Linked DNA regions of Cricetulus griseus: region 2 is linked to region 1. Evidence: chromatin contacts called from public Hi-C data. All regions are on one chromosome and are shown on one strand. The core of a region is the stretch at or near the end of the contact, and the rest is flanking DNA. Distances in the headings are between cores, read along the strand shown.

Region 1 (6,403 bases), core at 624-3,123:
TGCCCGAGTCCTTACAACAAACACTAAAAATAATTATAATATATTGCTCTATTATTATTACATTATTACATTATTACAGTTCCTTCTTCAGACCATGACAACTGGATCAAAGAGTCAGGAACCCGTCACAACCCACAGCGGCACAACTGTTCTAAAGGACAATATGTTCCACTGTCTTCAGAGTGGCAGGCTTCCCCCCGCCCCTTTTTTTTTTACAATTTAAAAATCCTTAAAATGCTCACATCAAACTTAAGCAAAGCAAAAATAAATAAACAAAATAAATCTAAACTCTATTCGCCCCACACCACGCCATACAAAATCGTTCCCAATGAGCATGCGTACAGTTAGAAAATGTAAGGTTGAAATTAACTGTCCTCCAGTGGATTTCCTAAATACCCCATAAATTACTCTGGCATTTCTGCAAGTCAGGGTTAGAGCATATGTTAACTAGACAATTACTTTCATTCTTCCCTGGGACACAATCACCCTCTTAGCAACTTACAAGCAGCTAAAAGCGCTCTACCGCAGCAAGGCAAAAGCAATCGCTATAGAAAATAACCATGTACATTTATTTTTGCAGTCCTAACAAGTATTATTCCCTTAACATTACCACAATAGACAAACTAACCAAATTATAATTCGAAGACGCCACTATGTGTGTGTGTGTGTGTGTATGAGAGAGAGAGAGAGAGAGGGGGGGGGGCAAGCATATTATGGCTATAAATGCCAATACAGGCATATATGAATATATGCCCAGACATGCCTTTTAAAAAGGACTGCGGGCTTTCGCAAAGCCTCCAATTCTTAAACCGCGGGGAATGCCAGCACTGTGAAGCTACCCAGAATGTTTTCCACGCAGCATCCTGCAGACAGGCCTCACGCCCGCCACTCACCCCGACCAGTAGCTGCGTTTGGACGACAGCCCACAGGAGGCTACAGCGGCTGGCTACCGAGCCAGCGCCCCGGAGGGCGCGGGGGAGACGTGGGGAGTCCTCGGCCTGCAGGCTCGGGCATCTGGGGAGCGGGGCCCCCTCTGTGCACACCGCAGCCCCGCACAGACCCAGGCAGCAGGCGCAGCACGCGTTCGCAGAAAGGGGGCTCCCTTCTCGGCTTTGTTTTCTCTAGCTTGTCTTGTGGTTATTTTGCCTTTCGGGGGCCCAGTGCAGCAGGGACGGCCAGGGGGAGCTGGCGCCGGGCCCGGCGGAGCCCGCAGTGGCAGCGGCGTTCCCGCACGACTCCTCCCGCCCTCCCCCGACCTCCGTGTGGCCCACTCGCCTCCCCTACCGCCCCGGCCCGGCCCCCACGTCCAACTGCATCGGGACGGGCACCCGAGGGCTCCTCGCCTCGGGGCCGCGAGCGCCCGCGCGCCCAGCCGCCGGGGTAGGGCAGGGGCGACGGCGGAGGAGGGGGCGGGCCCGCGCGCTGCAGCGCCCCGGCCCGGCCCGGCCCCGGAGACCGAGCCCCGGCGGCTCCCCGCAGCCGCTGGCGTTGGGCGAGCGCGGCCGGGCCCGAGGGCTTCGAGGCGGCTGCAGACCCGGGCCCGCCGCCCCGGCCGCTTGCCCGCCGCCCGCCGCCGCTCGCCCCACCGCCCGCCGCGCGCGTCCAGGCCTCCACGCCCCCTCCCCCTCCCAACGTGCGGCCGCCTCCGCGGACCCCGGGCGGCCCGGAGGGAGGAGGACGCGGCAGCCCGAGCGTGCGAGCCGCGCCCACCGTACTGACCCCGTCCGGCCGCCGCTCACCGCCGACGCCGCCGCTCGCCCGGGTCCCCGGTCCACCTGGCCCCGACCCCGCTGCTCAGCCTCCGCCGCAGCCGCCTCGGAGCGCCTCTGGCCCCGCTCGCTCTGTTTGTTTTTGTTTTGTTCTACCCAGTAACACGGGGGCGACGGCGTGGCGGCGATTGGCCGAGAGGGGGAGGCCCGGCAGCCAATCGTGGCGGCGGGGCTGCAGCGGAGGCGGAGACGGAGGGAAGTGAAACGTGGAAAGTTGGGGCGGGGCGCAGGGGGTGGGGGGTGGAGCGCCGACGGCCGGCGCATGCGCACCGGGCTCCGGAGCCGCTCAGCGGGCAGTCGGGGGCGGGGCCGCTGGGGAGAGCGAGCCGGAGTGGGGGCTGGGATGCGGCTCGGGCACCCGGCTCGCCTGTGCTCTCCACGGGGCGTCGGCAGGCTCAGCCCACCCAAGAGCTGTGGGTTCCCCTCCGTTTCTGGGCGTGCAGGAAAGCCGACCTCTGCTTCTGCCCCCGGCCCTGGCTCTCACGCGTGGCTCCAGCCCGCGTGTCCACGTGCTCGGAAGTTTCTCGCAGTACAGGCCCGAGCACTCTAAATTAGAGATTAAAAAAAAAAAAAAAAAGTCGTTCCCGTTTGCCAGATCAGAGAGATTCGAAAGTTGAAGTCCCTTTTGCTCAGCGGCCAGGCCACTGTGGTCCTTGCATTCTGGATTTCAAGGCTGGGTTTCTCAACCATGGCTACAGTTTGCCGTATTGAAACAGCCTTCTAGAGCTGTCTTGTGTGACTTTTCCCTCGGGCTGTCATCTCTGGCTCTTCTAGCCCTCGTGTTGTCTGGGGCATCATCTCCAGAGATGGTGTGCAGTATCCTGTGCCCCTGATAAAGCACTGACCTGCGTTCTCTGCCCATGTTTACCTATAGTCTGAATGGCAATACCAGAAAGATGCCTTGGTCTTTTCGGAACTGAACTGCCTCCCCGCTCAGTAGTGACCCCCATCCCCTAACTTAGGCCCAATGTCCAGTCTCCTGCCTGGACAGTGTTACCTAATGCTATCACACAGACAGACAGACACACAGACACACACACACACACACACAGACACACACAGTGTTACCTAATGCTACCACACAGACACACAGACACACAGACACACACACACACACACACACACACACACACACACACACACACACACACACACGCTCCATCGCAAGCACCCCAATGCCTCTCTGAGGTGCCGCCTTCTCAGACATCTTACAACCCACAGCATGACTTACAGGCTCTGAGGCCATGTCTCCACACCCTTCCGAGTCCATGGATACCCCTTGGACAGTTCTCTGGAACCCACTTGGACAGCTCTCTGATCCACATCCTCCCTTGGGTCCTGTCAGGTCTTTGTATCATGTCATCTTGAAATGCCTGGTACATCCTACTCATGTCTCTTGGCCTCCCTCAGTCTTTATCAAGCCTCGTGCCAATATGATCCATTTTCTGAAACCTGATTTCTCTGAGTGTTGGCCTGTTGTACCTCTGGAGGCACTGATTGAGTTCTACCTGGCATTATTTTATCCAAGTCCTGGTCCTGACTTGTCTCCCTAAGAACATGGCCTTGTTGGACACCAGATCTATCTCTGGCTCACCTTTGTATTGTGTGCTTATGAAGCCGTTTTGTAGATTTATTAACCCATGCAATAAATGCTCCTTATATGAGTTCACAGAGAATCCCAGTCCTTGGTAGTGATCATCAGCTCTTGGTCAAGGACTTCCTCACATGGCCAGCATCTGAATTAGCCTCATGAGTCATGGTCATTATTTATAATCAGAGCTTCCTAGCCACTCAATTTTGTGGCTTTTTAAACTATCTGCAGCTGTCTCCTTTCTCTCCCCTAATCGGTGTGTGTTGGCTTCTTTCTTACCCATCCCTCTCTTGACCTTAGTTCTTGACCCTTTCTTGCTCCCAACCTGCCACCAGCTACAGACTACTGCTAATTTCTCCCCTTTACTCCCTTGTTTAGCACACGGTATAGCCAGGCTCTATAGGGCAAATATCCCAAAACCTCTGAAATAAGAGTATAATATAATCCCCATTTTTAAAGAGCACCTTGGGCCTCTGAAACAGTGTCTGTTAGCAAATGTGCCCTAGCAGAGGATCTAACAGAGAATAAAATATTTGTGTTATCAAATCTGCTCTGGCAAATGGGGCCTAATAGAGCAAAAAATACTCACATCCTTTTTGCTCCCCATCTCAAGCCTCACTCCAAAATCTGAAATCCCAAAACCCACCTTAGTGTGTGGCTGACCAGCTTGGGCAAGATAGGAACGGCGTTATAGTCCCAGGTCCCTGCTATCAATAACAACCCCACTTCCTTCTCAAGCCTTCTGCTTCTTCACCAGTAAAATTCAGAAGGTATTTTCAGAAGCATGTGGATTTTGCAATATTTTATTAAGTATCCTGAAAAAAAAAAAAAAAAACAGTGAGGGAGAAACCGTTTCATAGCCACGTCTTGGAAAGAATGAGTCATGAAAAGGTTAAACTTTCCTTTACTACTGACTCTTAGCATCTTTGGTGGGCAGCCCAAGAAACTTAACAATTATTTATCTGAACACAGAACTCTTATGCTTTAGGATATCCCAGAATATGTTGCAAAAAAAAAAAAAATCTTGGGAATATAGATGATAGGCCCTGGAACCAACGTTGCTTCTATCCCAGCTGCTCCCTGCTCACCTGTGCCTCTGTAGCCAAGGGCTTTAAAAGAATCAAAATTAGAGAATAAATTAGAAATGGAAAAATAACCAAGTGCCAAGAATTCTTGCCTAGCAAGCCAATCTACAAGTATTTATTGGCTGCCTATTCTGTGAAAAGCACCTAACTAACCCTTCTATTCTTGGAAAAAGGCATTTTTCTCTCTCAGGACAGCTGGCACCTGAAGCCTAGGAGTCCCTGGGATTCCTGGCCACCATTTGTATTTTCATCTCACATTGTAAACTCTCGTAGACTTTTTGTTACTTAAAGCCCTTTGCCTATTGGCTCAACATTAGTTTTGCTGTCAGATATGAGGTTCCCTTCCTCTTCACTCATTCATTCCAGAATGATAGAACTGTAACTTCCATTTCCTTTCATAACAATTCATTCCAGGAAAGAAAAGACCAACAATAACCTAGGACAAGCCACCTGCTCAGAAGTGACAGTAGACTCTGCTGTGTGATCAGATAGGCATATGTATCCCAGTTTCCCTCGGGTTTCAGCACTGTTAAGATGCACAGAGAAGATGGGTGGGGCATGTTGGGGTTTGTGAGAAGAAGGGTAATAGAGTTTCTAAGTTTTGCTTTTAAGTTATTGACTTTGTTCCTAACTGCATTGCTCTGGGCATTTCAACTTCTCTTCCCCCAGATCAATATAATGCTCCAATGTTCTGCACTGTAAAAGAAGGAATTATTGACACCAGGAGGTCTCAATTCATTCAAGTTCTCACACTTTGAGACACTATGCAATGAACTTAGGTAACACCACAGGAGTCCTGGGAATGAAAAACAAGAGATGACAGAATTTTCCTCTAATGTCTAAAAAGATTCAGTGAGGTGTAGGTAAAAATTGTCACACTCTATCTAGGGGCTGTCTCTAGATGCAAGGCTTTGATAATATAACTCCCCTCCATCCCAAAGGCAAGAGTTGATGGCAGAAGCCAGGTATGGTAGCCATACATGCAACTCCAACATTTAGCCAGAGAGAGGCAAGAGGACTACCATGAGTCCAAGTCCAGCCTGGGCAACAGTATGAAGCCATTCCCTAAACAAGCAAAGAAGAGAGAAAGGGTTGGTGTTAGGCTTGGCATGCTACGGGTTCATATGAGTAAACATGCACAGGTGACAGGCCAAACCCCTAAACATCTGCAGGTGGCTGTGCGGCTCTTCAGGGCTGGTTCACACTTTGGACAAAGCCACACTGGAGATCGGAGGGCTCTGACTTCTTAGCACTGCTCAAGCCCTTGCATGAAACTCAGAAGCAGCCCTCTTTCTGGGGAGTGAGAGCAGGTCTAGTCCACTTCCTTCCAAAGAACTTGCAAATGAGATTGTCATTTGCATCGGCTTCATTTACCTGCACTTACCAGTCTTGGTCTCCTTTTGTAGAGGCCAAGATTTTAGGAATTTCCACAAGAGGCCATGTCTCCTTTAGTACAAATAGTGAAAGGCTTGAAATATGGCCTGAAGAGGAAGCCACAAAAAGAATCGCAGTGATGACAGCTGATGTTTGCATTGTTTTAAGGTTTCCTGTGCACTTTTATGTACACTTTCACCACCCCCAGTGATGGGGATAAGACTCTCCGTGCTTCAGAGGCAGTAGAAATGAAGCTTAAGCAGGTCACTAGTAATCGTGGGACTTTTACGTTTAAAGCAAATTCGGTAATTCCCTACCTCTGCCCTTTCATTTGAAAGGAGAGAAACAGATCCAGAGAAATTGGATGAGCTGCCCAACCATTGTAACTAGTCAGAATCGAAGCCAGAGGAGAAAATAGGGTTTCAGTGCACGGATCAGGTAGACAGGAAGACTCCAGACGTCTGGAAGCCAGGCTGGACTAGATTCTTTCTATAGATCAGTCCTGAATCTTTTAAGTGAACGTGCCTTCCGCTATCGGGTGCCTCCATTTCATTTAAATGTACTGGAAATAAAGATACCCGATG
Region 2 (6,422 bases), core at 34-2,533, 57 kb after region 1:
CTCCTTCAAGCCGCTCATCCAGCTCAGCTTTGTCCAGCTGCCTGGGGTAGTGTTTCCGGTCATGTGCCCAAACATCGGTCCTGTCTCTCTTGTCTTCCCCATTTTCCCTCCAGGGGACAGGTTCTCGGTCATCTTCCCTCCTTGCATAGGGAGAGTGCTCCCAGGAGTCCCGGCCGTTGCCCCAGTCAGCCCGTGAAGGGCCTGGCGGACTGTGGGAAGAGCTGCAGGAAGTGAAGCTTGGAGTGTGGGATCTCGGGGAAAGTGATCGGCTCACTGGACTTCGAGAACGCGGCCGCTCTGGACCATACCTGGGAGGAAGGGAAAAAACAGTGTTCAGAAGCTGCAGAGCCCAGACCCCACATCGCCCAGATGCAGAGGGCCTCATCCTCTCAGAGATGTCCTTGGAACCACCCGCGCATCTGTTCATCCATCACTCACAACCCAGCACTACACAGAGTGGCCAGGAACCAGCCTGTCCTCCCTCTGCCGGCTCCCCTACAGTCTGCTCCTAGCTGGGAAGAGTGATTATACTGGTTTGGCTCAGTCCTACCGTACCTCCTCTTAGAAGCTCTGTTTAGGGTACAGGAAAGTCTTTTCCCCGGGATAGACAGGGTGAGAGATTGCTATGTCTATCCTTGGAGACACTGCCTAACCCAGATTCAATGTCGTTGGCTTAAGACTTGAAGCCACTCCTCCACTTGGACCCCATCAGAATATAAGTGACTTAACTTCTTTTTCCCTCTCATTTAGACCTTGTTACAAGTAGCTAAGGCTCTCGGAATGGAAGAGGGGTGCCCATAGCCGGGGAGTGACAGGAGTGAGGAGGCAGGCTGGGAGATCCACAAAGCAAGGAATCGGGAAGCCCTTCTCAAATTTGAGAGGCAGACATTGAGACCCTCAGGAATCGGATCTGCCTAAGGCTCGGAGGCAAACCTCACAGTCTCCCCACTCTGTCACTACAGAACTAACTGCAGGTGCCATGAGCTGTCCTATACACACCATCAAAACCCCAAGTAACCGCCATTTTAAATTAAAAAAAAATCAGACACATAAAAAGCCCAATCCTGAACACTCACTGCTCCCTGAGACTGTTAAGCAGATCTCCTGGATTACACACACCTGAAACCACAGAAGGATGGAGCGTTTCCATCGGGTGGGTTCGCAAATGGAGGACAATGTAGCCCTCCCTGCCAGGACCGGGAGTTGCACCTCTACTAGGACTAGGTGAGTCTCTCTCTTAGCCAACATGAGAAAAGTCTGGACACCTGTCCCTCTACAGTTAGGCTAGAGAACCCCCTGTGGCCACTCTGGAGACTGCAGGCCTGGTTTTGTTTTCCCATCTTAAGGGCCATAAATGACGTTGAAAGAAATCAGCTGGGAAATTACATGCGTTCAGTGCCCAGCACCAATGTGCAAGGAATCAGGTATGTTTTCGGTTTTCCCCCATATACATTCTTACTTCTACATCTACATTCAGTTTGTAAGAATCAGGAACTGGCTACCTCTAAAGAGAATCTGCCACCACCATGCACACCCAGGATGTGCCAATAGCCTGTAAACTTGTCCCCATAGAACCAGAAATCAACCGCAGTCACTGCAATCCTCGCCACCCAGGAGGAGTATCCAGGGGAACCCAGCATCCCTCATGTCCCCACCTAACCTGAGCAGCACTTCTGGACTACAGCGGTATCTTTTGTACGAACAGGGACTAGAAGGAGCTAAAAGGCCAGGTGGATGGATCAGAGACAAGGGTAGGCCAAGTTACAACTCCAATCCCCATGCAGGCTAATTTTATGTTAACTTGACACAGGCTAGAGTCATCTGAGAGGAGACTACCCTAATTGAGAAAATGCCTCCATGAGATCAAATTGTAGGCAAGCCAGAAAGGCGTTTTCTTAATTTGTGATTGATGGGGGAGGGTCTAGCCCATTGTGCATGGTGCCATCCCTTGGTTGGTGTCCTGAGTTCTGTAAGAAAGGAGGCTGAGCAAACCATGAGGAGTCAGCCTGCAGGCAGCACCCTCCATGGCCTATAAATCAGCTCCTGCCTTTCAGGCTCCTTCCTTGTTTGAGATCCTGTTGTGAATCTTTCTGTACACTGTGAAGATGTATCGCTTGCATTGGTTGAATAAAAAGCTGAATGGCCAATCACTGGACAGGGTTTGGGGGGCAGAGAAGACGCTAGGAAGAAGGTGGAGTCAGCAGGCAAACTCAGAGGAAGCCAGGCATGCCAGAGGAGAGGTAAAAGCCATGAGCCACATAGCAGCATGCAAATGAATAAAAATGGGTCAGTTTACACTGTCAGCGCTAGTTAGAAACAAGCCTAAGCGATCGTCTGAGCTTTCATAATTAATAATGAGTCTCCATGTTACAAGTTCCTGCCCGAATCGTTTTGTCTGATGAGCTGTTACGGGGAACTGTGGGTGAAATAAGCCCTTTCCTCCCCAAATGCCTTTTGGTGACGGTGTGTCATCGCAGCAGTATTAACTCTAACCTAGACATCCCTAAGACAAGAAGCTAGAAGATGTGTTAACTTCCGGGTCTCTGCCCTAAGACCTGGAGCCTCACCTGTCTGCTTCTCGGAACATGTCCCTCTCCCTCTGGGAATGGATGTCCTGGATGATAGCAGCCACATTTTTCCCGGGTTTCTAGGCAAAGGCAGAGAGATCATTAGCAAGTACCTCTGGTGTCGGCGGGAAGCAGCTATGGCCTGCCTTGCTCATTGCCTGGCCCACCAGAGGGGAAACGATACCTTCTTCGGAAAAGATAAAAGGATTGATCCAAAAGATGAGTGTGAACATGAGGAGGACCAGAGTAGGGCTGAGGATCCAGAAAGCAAGGCATGTAAATTATATCTTAATAAAGCAGACACTGAAAGGAAAAGAACGAACTGGGCAGTGTGGCACACACCTTTAATCACAGCCCTCTGGAGGTAGTGGCAAGAGAATCTCCGAGATTAAGGCCAACCTGGTCTACAGAGTAAGTACTGGGACATCGAGGGCTACACAGAGAAACCCTGCCTTGAAAGAAAAAAAAAATCTCCATTAACCAAGTCAAATGTTGATAATGAATTTCATTAAGAAGGCTAACCAACTGCTTTTATTCTGTGCCTTTTCCTATGTGACTTATAAAGACTTCCAGAGCCATTCAGACACAAGTGGACATCTTCACAGAGCTCATTCAGGGAAACCCAGGTCTAGTGGACAGACACTGGAATTCTGCACTCTCTGCAAGGCGTGGCTACTGATCTGATACAGCTTGAGTCAAGGGTTGGCCTGGGAGAAACGCCTAGTAAGGGTGAGAATGGAGGGAGACCTATCTGTGGTTTCAGAGTGAGAGCCTAGGGACACGGGGAAGACTTCGTAAAATGCCCAAGCCGGGGAGGGGTCAGCTGTCCGATGAAGACACAAAGGAAAGAAAAACAAGAGAAGACAATAACTCTGATCCTGGGACATGAAAAAGCAAGGACACAGACCCAAGGATTCAGCATTAGTTGGGCCATGCCTCTGGCACATGGTATTTGTATTCAACAGAAAGTCTAAACATTATAAGCATATTCCATGCCACATGCAAGTAACCAAGTTGCCCAGAATACACACTGTCAGCCATTCCATATCTGCTTGAATGGCACCAAAACCTTCTGTGGGGAAGAGGCAAGGCTGGGCCAGGGCTGGGAAGAACACTCCTGCCCGGAACGATTCTTTCTACCCATACTCATCCCAGACAGGGATGTCCCAACCCCCTTGAGCATTCTTTCTGCCTTCCTTAGAAGTGGGCCACTGCTTTCATGCAGCCAACACATGACAAACAATGGAGCTTGAGAGAGCTAATGGGAGCCACCGGGATCAATGAAGTCTATACATCACCTAACCTGTGGCTTGTGCTGGAACAACTGAATCAGGCAGTGGCTAAAGACTATGTCCCCAAACTGGGCAACTTTTCAGAACACAGTAAAATTCCCAGGGTGGGTTGGACAGGAGCTTTATTTTGTAAAACGTTTCAAGGTGAATGTTTTCTACTCTCCTGGTATGTAATGCCTTCCTGGTTCTTCCTTTCGGACCCCGGGAAGCAGGAATAAGAAGAGGAGGGTAGCCTGGTGGGGCAGCAGAAAGAGAGACAGGTTTTACAGAACCCCCACTGCAGGTCATCACAAGAAGTACTCAGGCTCCTCTCCTTATGGTGTGAGTGTCACAATGCTGTCATCATTCCCAAAAAGTGGAAGTGAAAGAGAAAAAAGTCAGTCTAGGATAACATTACAGGACAATTTGAATACACAGAAATGTAGAATGAACGCAGAACGAATCCTGTCTAGTCTTGTGAGGTCTGTACTCTGACCTTCTTTTCCTACCCTGGAAATTCTTTTCAAGCAAATCTCAGATGTCACATCTCTTCCTCTGTTCTATGGTGACATGGATGCAGATCAATAGCCACACAGTAAACCCGCACAGTTCTCACTGTTAATACATCTTGCTGCTTCTAAGACAGGGCAAGAGTCTAAGCCCATGGTGGTCCCAGGAAAGTGCTTGCTTACTGACAGAGAGGGACCAGAAGTTGGAACCTTAACCCTGTGAAATCATCCCCGGCTCTGCCATTCAACTGGCAGAGCCTGGGGTCACCGCTCATTAAATGTGGGGGATTCACTGTCCATGCCTAGAAAGGCAGAAAAATAAGACCTGTTTGGCACCCACAAAAGCCTCAGGGCAGGACAAACTGCATCCTATGAAAGCTGCTGGGATGGGGGTGGGGTTTTAGGCCCTCTGACAGCTCTGTAGATGATGTTTCCACTTCCAAAGTCTAGTGAAGATGTTGAAATCGTCTATCTGAGCCTGAAATTCACCGGAACCAGGCTCTATTAACAGCCCCAGTTGTCTCTGCTGTGACTGGGCTTCCCAGCCTGTAACCCTCCTTTCATTCAGCATCGTCCTGGAAACCCCCACTCTGTAATGCTAATTTTCCTATCCTACATGACCCTGCCAATCAACCCACAGCCTTCCCCTGGCCACAGAGACCAGTTTGGGGATGAGCACATGTGCTAAAAGAATCCAGTCAAAATGACTGTCAGAGGTTTTGTGGGAGCTATTAGGGTGAGCCTGCTTCTTTCTCATTGAAGGAGATGGGACATGCCCTCCGAAGCTAGAGTTGCAGAGGGCTGCCATGCCATCTAGAGGAAAGAGCCTGGGGCTGTGGAGGAGGCGGTATCCCATGAAGCATTGGGGAAACAAAGACATGACAACAGAAAGCAGAACAGAGAACAACATCTTGATAATCACATCTGGGTGCAAAAATTCAGCTGTACCTGCAGCCAGCAACTCCTGCACTTTCATTTACGTGAGTCAAGAAGTTCCTGCATCAATAGGCTTAATTGCCACAAGTTTCTGTTGCATGCAGAGAGAGTGTGTGCCTGTGAGCTGCTTTGTGACAATTTAGGGGCCATAAAGTACATTACTACACAGTTGGAATATGCTGAAGGTCACAATGACCCAGAGGGACAGTATGACAACATGAGGAGCTGAGAACCGCTAGCAAAGGTCAGAAAACAGAATGTTCTAAGCCTTTGCCACTCCAAGTGTGCTCTTAGGACCATAGGGATAGCAAAGAAATGCAGAATCATAGCCTTGCCCCAGACCTGTAGAATCCAAATAATTCTGGCAAGAGCCCAGGTGACTTCATGCATGCTGAGCTCTGGGAAGCTCTGCCAGAATACTGTCTGTCCTGCATTCTGCCTGGGGGTCTGTGAGCACAAAGCTACCCGAGTTTCTGCTTTCTTGTTTCGTTTTATGTTGTTCATGTAGATGGTGGAGAAACCTAACAATTCGATATATTAAAAAACAAAACAAAACAAAAAACAACATAGCTGATGCAAATCCAAAGTAGTCTCGGGGTTTTTGTTTTGTTTTGTTGGTTGGTTGGTTTTATTTGTTTTGTTGTTGGTGTTATTGACACAGGGTCTCACTGGGTAGCCCTGGATGACTTGGAACTCACACTCTTATATTTACAGAGTTTTACCTGCCTCTGCCTCCCCAATGCTGGGGTTAAAGGCAAACACCACCAGACCCAGCCAACAGTCCCACATTTTCACCATGGATCGTCCAGTAACTCGATCTTGGCAAGTTGTGGAACTTCCATTAGACTCAATATCTTCATCTGTAAAAGTGAGATTGTAATACCTGTCTGGCAGGACTGACGTCAAGATTAAAGTAGATAATGTATGAAGGTAGTTAATACATTCCTTGCCCTAGAGTTGCAAGACCTAATTAAAGGTACACATTATACTCTTATAATTACTGTGATTATCTGCCCTGCACACCTCACAGGATACTGATGGTGAGACTGAAAAGAAAATTGCTTAAAACCAAGGAACTCAAGTACAGTCCTGTGTGGATCTGAAGACTGGGGTTCACAAAGGTTAAGCAAGTTGGCTCA

Evidence for each region. A called contact is a pair of places that touch in the nucleus more often than the background predicts.
Region 2: a Hi-C map of liver shows a contact between it and region 1, with 2.8 times the contacts expected there. The contact joins the enhancer-like site here to the promoter of Pdcd4 in region 1. A contact is called at or near these places in 2 of 8 Hi-C or Micro-C datasets (fibroblasts and liver).

The regions. Positions count from the first base shown.
Region 1 is chr3:7,658,856-7,665,258 of CriGri-PICRH-1.0, forward strand. It overlaps Pdcd4 (programmed cell death protein 4), which reads right to left and starts at 1,874. Exons shown (of 12, transcript XM_027407016.2): 1 at 1,740-1,874.
Region 2 is chr3:7,716,203-7,722,624 of CriGri-PICRH-1.0, forward strand. Rbm20 (RNA-binding protein 20) reads right to left here. Exons shown (of 14, transcript XM_035443060.1): 8 at 2,568-2,647; 9 at 1-308. Among named protein-coding and RNA genes, the nearest start is that of Pdcd4, 59 kb to the left of the region's middle. Within about 2 kb of position 1,284, at least 3 of the 6 cell types and tissues checked have open chromatin away from gene starts, as enhancers often do.